Linked DNA regions of Drosophila melanogaster: region 2 is linked to region 1. The links are chromatin contacts, called in public Hi-C maps. All regions are on one chromosome and are shown on one strand. Each heading gives the region's core, a stretch centred on a gene start, on an enhancer-like site or on the middle of the called end of the contact. The rest is flanking DNA. Distances are from core to core; before and after follow the strand shown. Region 1 holds the start of pps (protein partner of snf). Region 2 holds the start of Su(var)3-7 (Suppressor of variegation 3-7).

The links. A called contact is a pair of places that touch in the nucleus more often than the background predicts.
Region 2: a Hi-C map of the Kc167 cell line shows a contact between it and region 1, with 2.8 times the contacts expected there. The contact joins the promoter of Su(var)3-7 here to the promoter of pps in region 1. A contact is called at or near these places in 15 of 107 Hi-C or Micro-C datasets (the D17-c3 cell line, the Kc167 cell line, the S2 cell line and 7 more).

Annotation. Positions count from the first base shown.
Region 1 is chr3R:12,412,041-12,415,885 of dm6, reverse strand. pps (protein partner of snf) reads right to left here and starts at 2,058. Exons shown (of 11, transcript NM_141936.2): 1 at 1,600-2,058; 2 at 1,130-1,534; 3 at 1-1,015. The coding sequence starts at 1,729. It overlaps Dip-C (Dipeptidase C), which reads left to right and starts at 2,127. Exons shown (of 1, transcript NM_001300377.1): 1 at 2,127-3,845. The coding sequence starts at 2,503. It also overlaps sncRNA:649.
Region 2 is chr3R:13,262,587-13,266,431 of dm6, reverse strand. It overlaps Su(var)3-7 (Suppressor of variegation 3-7), which reads right to left and starts at 2,068. Exons shown (of 5, transcript NM_079618.4): 1 at 1,132-2,068; 2 at 113-697; 3 at 1-44. The coding sequence starts at 1,916. Ravus (ravus) reads left to right here and starts at 2,371. Exons shown (of 2, transcript NM_169498.3): 1 at 2,371-2,465; 2 at 2,526-3,699. The coding sequence starts at 2,434. The coding sequence ends at 3,573.

The sequences.
Region 1 (3,845 bases), core at 809-3,308:
TTGGGACTGGCCATATTCTTGTTGATAATAATCTCTTTAACTTCCTGCGGCGAGTTTACGATCCTTCCCAATTGCACGGCAGGCATACGACGAACATTGGAATTGGCCGGTGTCGTTGGCAGTGGAGGTCTCTTCACAGGCAGCGATTGATGTGTGGGCCGGATTTTGAGAAACGATGTGCTTGGAAGACCTCTGCCTAGGGCAAACACTGCGGGCACTGATTTTGTGGCAGGCATCTGGATTATTTGCCCAATTTGCGGCGCCTTCGGCTCCAAAACTTCCTTGCGTTTCTTCAGCTCGGGGAAGTGCTGCGGCGTTGTGGGTGGCGGAGGCAGCGGCTTCATTGGTTTGCTGGGAGTCTGCCTAACCACCTTTCTAACCCGCTTCCTCTTATTCGGATTACGTCTATTGCTATGCCTCATATCGAAGTCCATGTCACTGTCCCTGTCGTTGTCCGATTCCTGGAACTCATCGCTCTCCTCACTCATTTCCTCCGAATCATAGGCCTTGTCGGCATTTTCCTCTTCGGCGGAATCCGAGCTTTGGGCGTCATCATCATCTTCGATGTATTCCTGCACAGGCGGAGCAATCACTTTGACTGGAGCACGAGTGGGCCTCAGCCTGGCATTGACCGAATTGTTCGCGATAATCTCTGGCTTCTGTCTTGGCAGTGGCGAATGGATGGGCTTGCGGATCAGCTGCACTTTCGGTTGCAGCTGCGCTGCCTGCTGAACTTGGTGGGGCTTGACTGGCAGTCTCTGGACCTTGACCTGCACCGGGCTTAAGGGTATGGCCTGGACTCGTTTTTTGGCATTGATTAGCTTGACACTGCCCGGTGCCTGCATTATGATTTTGCGGCTTTGGGCCTGCATTTCCATGGCCATCTTCTCATCGCGCTTGTGGTTCTTCAGCTGCTCTGGCGAGGTAAACGGTGTGTAGTTGTGGTCATTTCGAATAACTTCCATAAGAGCGTCTGTCTCCGCAGTCCTTTTGTAGACGGAAACTCCGGCAAGCTCTGTAAATAGAATACAAATTAGTTGAAAGCTAAAGTTCGTTTACTTTCGTTGTGCTCGAAATAATGATGTTGTTTTGCTTTATCATTTGGACCACATCGATGTACGTTATTTACTCAGTGCATTTTTCACAACCATATCAGCCGTGTTGTCCGCATAAAACTGCTCCACTCGCAAACCCACAATTTGTGGACGCTCCTTGGGTTTGCGTCGCTTTCGCTTTTTGATGGCCTTGGGCTTTCGGCCAACTCGCTTGCGTGTGCGCGGGGCATCGGCTTCCGTCTCCGTGGAGTCGCTATTGTTGTCGTCACCGGTGTTATGGTTCTCCTCGTCGTGTTCATCCATCTCACTGGCATTATCGCCACCACTTTGGCTGCCATTGTCACTGTCCAGCTCCGAGTCGGTGGCAGTTTCCATAAAGTTCGCCAGCTCCTCCAGCCGTTCGTCTTCCTCTTGGTCCACCATGCTCGGCGTGGGCGATGTAATCCGCACCACGCTAATGGTGGAAATCGATTTTTCCTCTGCAACAAGCCCATGTCAGTGTGGGGAGCAATGAGCGTGTGTCAGGCCTATTGGACCCACTTACCCATGATGTTCCCAATCGCACGCTCGTCGAAGGAGATTCCGCTCTTGCTGTAGACCACAACCAGATTGGAGTCGGCTTCGGCTGCCGCCGGCCGGGCGCTGGGCGCCTCCGTAAACACCGAACTGGACATGACGCCAACTGCTCGTGATCCCCGCTAGCGGCGCATTGGAGTCGGCGGCCCACACAGCGTGTACTTAATTAGCTTGGAACAGAACAACGACTCATTTGTTGTTGCATCCGCCGCGTTGTGACGCCGACATTGAAATTGGATAGTAGGTGGAAAACGGTCACTGGGCTGCGTTCGCCCTATACTTAATACTGGTGATGCTCTGCTGGCTGCGCCCACAAGCTGGCTGTTATATTGTTGAGATTCGAGAGCTTAATCCGTTGCTGTTTCGCTTTAAAATGCAAATTTTTCTCAATTATGAAAATAAAATTTGCAAAAAAAGCCACTTCCAGTGTGACCAGACTTGGGAATGATGCCGATGCTGTAGGTTATCGATAGTTTCTGTGCCTCGCTCTGCGGAACTAGTTTCAATTGCTAGCTCATTTGAACAAAATGTTAATCTGTGTTTATTTAGGGAAATCCTTTATTTTCAAGGTCGGCTGCCAAAAAGGAAAACCGTATGATAAATAAATGAATTGAGCTAATTAAAAATATTAAAGAATATATTTAAAAAAATAAAATTCCCGATCGATGAATTGTAATTTAAGCTTGTTTTTTTTCGCGTTCAGTTCTCGGTCATACTTTTGCGAAAACAGAAAACAAAAAACACTGATAAAACCCACATAATTTACTGCCTTTGTTAGCCCGGTTATTGGCTATTATCAGCTAATCTCACTTGCTCGAGCACTCATTGTTGTCCAGAGCGCCAGTTAAACTTTGTCCTCCGTCGCAACACCATGGCCGCCTTTCAGATGGGATCGGGTTACGCAGTGCCCATGACCCTCTTCCGGAACAACAGGGATCGTGCTGGCAAGGCCATCCTTAAGGAGCTGCTGCCGGGCCTCAAGTTCAACGACGGCAACCTGCTGGTGCTCCTCGAGGGCGGCAAGGACCAGAGCCTGTACAACACCGACGTGGACTACGTTTTCCGGCAGGAGTCCTATTTCCAGTACTTGTTCGGTGTCAAGGAGCCGGGCTGCTACGGCATCCTAACCATTGATGTGAAAACTGGTGCACAGAAAAGTGTTCTCTTTGTTCCTCGCTTTCCCGATGAGTACGGCACCTGGATGGGCGAACTGCTTGGGCTGCAGGAGTTCAAGGCCATGTACGAGGTGGACGAGGTGTTTTATGTTGACGAAATGAGTGTTTATCTGGAGGGGGCGTCGCCCAAGCTGATACTCACATTGAGTGGCACCAACAGCGATAGCGGGCTCACCCTTCAGCCGCCCGACTTTGCTGGCAAGGAGAAGTATGTGACTGACTGCAATCTGCTGTATCCAATTCTCTCTGAGTGCCGAGTGATCAAGTCACCCGAAGAGATCGAGGTGCTGCGCTACGTGGCCAAGGTATCCTCGGACGCGCACATCAAGGTGATGCGGTTTATGCGTCCCGGTAGAATGGAATTTGAGGGCGAATCCCTGTTCCTGCACCACGCCTACTCCGTGGGCGGCTGCCGGCATGCCTCCTACACCTGCATATGCGGCAGCGGAACGAACTCGTCGATCTTGCACTATGGACACGCGGGCGCACCCAACAGCAAGCCCGTCCAGGATGGTGATCTCTGCCTGTTCGATATGGGAGCCAACTATTGTGGCTATGCGGCCGACATAACCTGCACATTCCCGGCCAATGGAAAGTTCACCGACGACCAGAAGTTCATCTACAATGCCGTGCTGGATGCCCGCAATGCGGTCACAGAGTCAGCCCGTGACGGAGTCTCCTGGGTGGACATGCACAAGCTGGCGGGCAGGGTGTTGCTGCAGCGCCTGAAGGAGGGCGGCATGCTCAAGGGCGATGTGGAGGAGATGCTCGAGGCAGGTGTTTCGGGCGTGTTCCAGCCACATGGCCTGGGCCACTTGATCGGTCTGGATGTGCACGACGTGGGCGGCTATCTGCCCAAGGAGCCCAAGCGCCCCAGTGAACCGTGGCTGAGCAAGCTGCGCTTTGCCCGCATCCTTAAGGCCGGCATGTATGTCACAATCGAACCCGGCTGCTACTTCATCAACTGGCTGATGGACCGCGCTCTGGCCGATCCGAACATTGCTAAATTCATTAACGCAGAGATGTTCAATCGCTTCCG
Region 2 (3,845 bases), core at 819-3,318, 850 kb before region 1:
GCATGTCGGCGAACACGGCCCAAATGCCGCGAATATCTGAAGAGCTGAGGTAAAAAAGTGAAAGCAGTTAAAGAACAGGTGCTATTTACGTTCTGTAGGAGTGTCAACTCACCCCTTTTCAGCGGGTGTCGATAGCATGTGACAATGAGCTCTGGTTTTACAGTGCCGTAGGAAGCTGGTAATCGCCATTGTGCAGTTGCAGAGCGTACATCGGCATTGCTGTGGATTGGTGTCCGGAATCAGTGCACACCACTTGCCAGGGTCGTCGCCTGAGTCCACATCGCCGTTCATCATAACCACAGGGGTGTCCTGAGCATCCTCCGGCCCAACTTCTGGTTCAGATTCCTTCTCTCGCTCGGCCTCATCCCCGCCGCTATTGGTCACGCTGTTGCTCTTGCTCCTCTTTCGCTTCCGACTCCGCTTATCGGAATCTAGGTTGCGCAGTGCCTCCATGTGACCTTTGGTGGTTTCGTGGCGCTTGCGCAAATAGACAAACTCCACGTTCATTCGCACGCTGCAGATGCGACATGTCCCGATGGTCCCTGTGGGCATGGAACGTTCAAGCCAAGGATGCCAACGGAGCCAACGCAGCCAGTTGAAGTTGTTAAATGCCTCGGTCTCGGAGATTCGTTTTTGCTTCATGGCGGCCACATAGCTCTTGGTGCCGAATTCGTGCTTGATTTCGTTGTCGCTGATTCTACGGATAATTGGGAGTTAATAAGTGTTCGCAAACTTTCGGTGATCTCAATATGATTTCGGTATTTCGTTTTTTAAAGGTGCAAATCTTACTAACATTACGAGTAGAGCTACCCTCATTGAAAGCAGGGAGTGTAATATATGTAAAATCTATTCTGAACCGCGACCAAGCCTATCATACACCAGTTTCTTTGTGTCAAACAATTGCTACACGTTGGAAAATTAATGCGGACTCGGAGCAGTGCTCCCTTCATTAAGTTGGCAGTTTTTTTCACACTACAGTGGGCTTTCTGGATTTCGGTACAAACCCTTTACAAAGTGAAAGGCATTTGAAGAGTTGAGCTTTTACTTTATACGGCGGATTAATTAACTTGATTTCTCCGAATTTTAGATTTCTGTACTCTTTTTTGTAATCTTTAAAACTGTGACACTTACGCTCCTCGAGTTTCCTCCTCACTTTTCTTGAATGCCAGATAGTTGCACTCGCGTTCCTGGTGGGAGAGCGACACGTTGTGCTGTTGGATGTGTCTAGAGCGGTTGTTCACGTTAATGGATATGTTGCAGTAAAGGCAGAACGCTAAGGTGCCATCGGAGTCCTCGTGTAGGATCCAGGGCCAACGCTTCATCCAGAGGAGCCAGCGCTGTGCGCGGGGCATCTTGCGGCGCATGCCTCCGTCAACGCCACCGCCATTGCTGCTTTCGTCATCCTCGTCGTCGTCATCCTGGCTGTCTCCCGGATCATGGATTTCAATCCTCTCCAGCAGGCCCATGGGATCGTGGTACGAATGGGAGCTCTCCGCATCGCTGGAGGGTTCAGTTTTAGTGGACATGGCATCGGGTTCACGTTCCTGGTCTTCCAGGAGGGGATCCTCGCTGGCCTGTTTGTCGTCTGGGTTATTTAGAGCGGACTGTAGCTCGGCCACCAATGGAGCATGTTCGTCATCCATGATGTCCTCAATACACGGGTCATCCCGCATCGGGTGCTTGTCCTCCTCCACCACCATGGCCACATCCCCATCGTCATCATCCACCACGATGACCATGGAGGTCTCCACTTCCTCGATGTGATCCGGATCCACCAGAGCACCACCCTCTACGTCCATAATTTTCAGCTCGTGCGTTGCCGACGCTAAAGTTTCTGAATTTGCAGACGCCATTTTGAGGTCTGGGTTGCATTGAGCATCTAGGTTTTTCGCCTGCATGCTCGAATCCCGATCCATCACGAGATACTGGTTATCCAGGCACTTTGCTCTAATATTTGTTAGCTTTTGGGAGATCACAGTATACGGTTATAAACTAAAAAAATAAAAATAATCGCAAGCGAAAACTCAGAATCGCTGTCAAGGCGATGGCCAATGTGACCGTACTGTTGCATTAAACCGGCGGGCTAAGGACCATATACTAAGGAAGTTCAAAAAATACATAAAATGCAACTGAGGGACTGGACTGGTCACTTTATTGAGAACGGTCTTAAAACGTACTGTTCATAGTATAACTGCAATTATTTATTTAATAACTACATGAACATTATGCTTAGAAAGCATATAAAGAAATTACATGCATTAGCATATGATTCATATATCGTTGAATATTTAAAATAAAGTGTGTAGAAACAAACAACCGGTGTGGGTGACAACTCTTACAGCATGTGCAAAACGGGTTATGCGGTATTTCTATGCATGTGCGCACGGTCATACCTCACTGGATTTTGTTTATATTTTGGAAAAGACTACCCAAATGTCAAACCTCCAGTTAACTCAGGAAAAACTGTGAGTATACCAAAGTAAGAGACCAGGGTCTTATGTTCACTGACTATATTCGCCGCCCAGAGATGCCCTACGCTCCGAATACAGGCCACGCCGGCCGTGCGCCCTGCTGAAATATCCTCGACCCAAGACAAAGCCGGAGTACCAGGCGATATATCCGTGGTTGCTCCCGGATGAGACGGATCCGCACTTCGTGTTCTGCGCGGTGTGCGAGTGCAGGCTCAGCTGCAAGAGATCTGATCTGGGAAAGCACGAGGGTAGCATTAAGCACTCGGAAAATGCACAAAGAAAATCATTGCCAGCCAAGGCAAACAATTCGAGCTTCAATGGATCCAGCTCCGGTGCGATGAAGTGGGAGGATACCGAGGACGAGGAGGGTCTACTACAATACGGAACAGATCCCCAAGACGACGAGACAGAAGATGAGGAGGAGGGAGAACTTGACGAAACAGAGGGCGACTGCGAGGACGATGAGAAGCGGACTCAAGAACTGGAAGCACAAAATGATCTCGAAACGGAGCCCGTCATTAAGCAGCAGCGCCGCACTTCGGAGACCGACTCACAGAATTCTGGCATGCTGGATTATCTGCCACTACACGTGACCATCAACGAGGGGCCTCAAAGTCTTCCGACCACTGTCTCCGCCTATCCCACATCCTCAGCAACAGCAACAGTAGCTCCGCCATGCAGGATCACCATTAAAAAAGTTCCAGTGCACAGTACTCCACTCAGTGGGATGTGCCAAGCTCAGGAGATCAATTCCAAGGCCACCATAACGCCTATACACACGACGCCCTCCTATGCTGCCCGCCCGCTGCAATCTTATCAACTGCAACCATTGTCACCTATAACGCCACCGCGCGACTCATTGGAGCTGTTCTTCGACAGCATATGTGCCACCGTCAAGAACTTGCCGCCCAAACTGGCCACCGAGGGTAAGATCCGGGTAATGCAGCTCATTGGGGAGCTCGAGTTGCGTGCTCTTTGCGAACAGGAGGCGCTCTCTGAGGTCGCCGGACTTCCGGATCTCGCGGGAAACTCCAGGTCTGGAGCAGCTGAAGCCTCAGGCAGTGGTCAGCAGAATGCGACAGTGGCTTCTACCACCAAATAAATTCACCTGGACTTTGGAATCGGTTCCAAACCGTGCTCAATACGGCAATTAGAATATATGCTAGTGCTTTCATTTTTTAATTTTGTTAACTGATTTTCATTAATAAAGTTATTTATTAGTTGTTGTAGTGTGGCGTGCATTTATTCTTTAAATCTATCTGATGGTGTTTTTGTTCTATGAAATGGCTTCATTACATTTCATCCGTTTAGAAATTTAAGTGCCCAATAAATGGGCTCATTAAGGTATTAGGTTCGCTTTAATATTTCACTAAC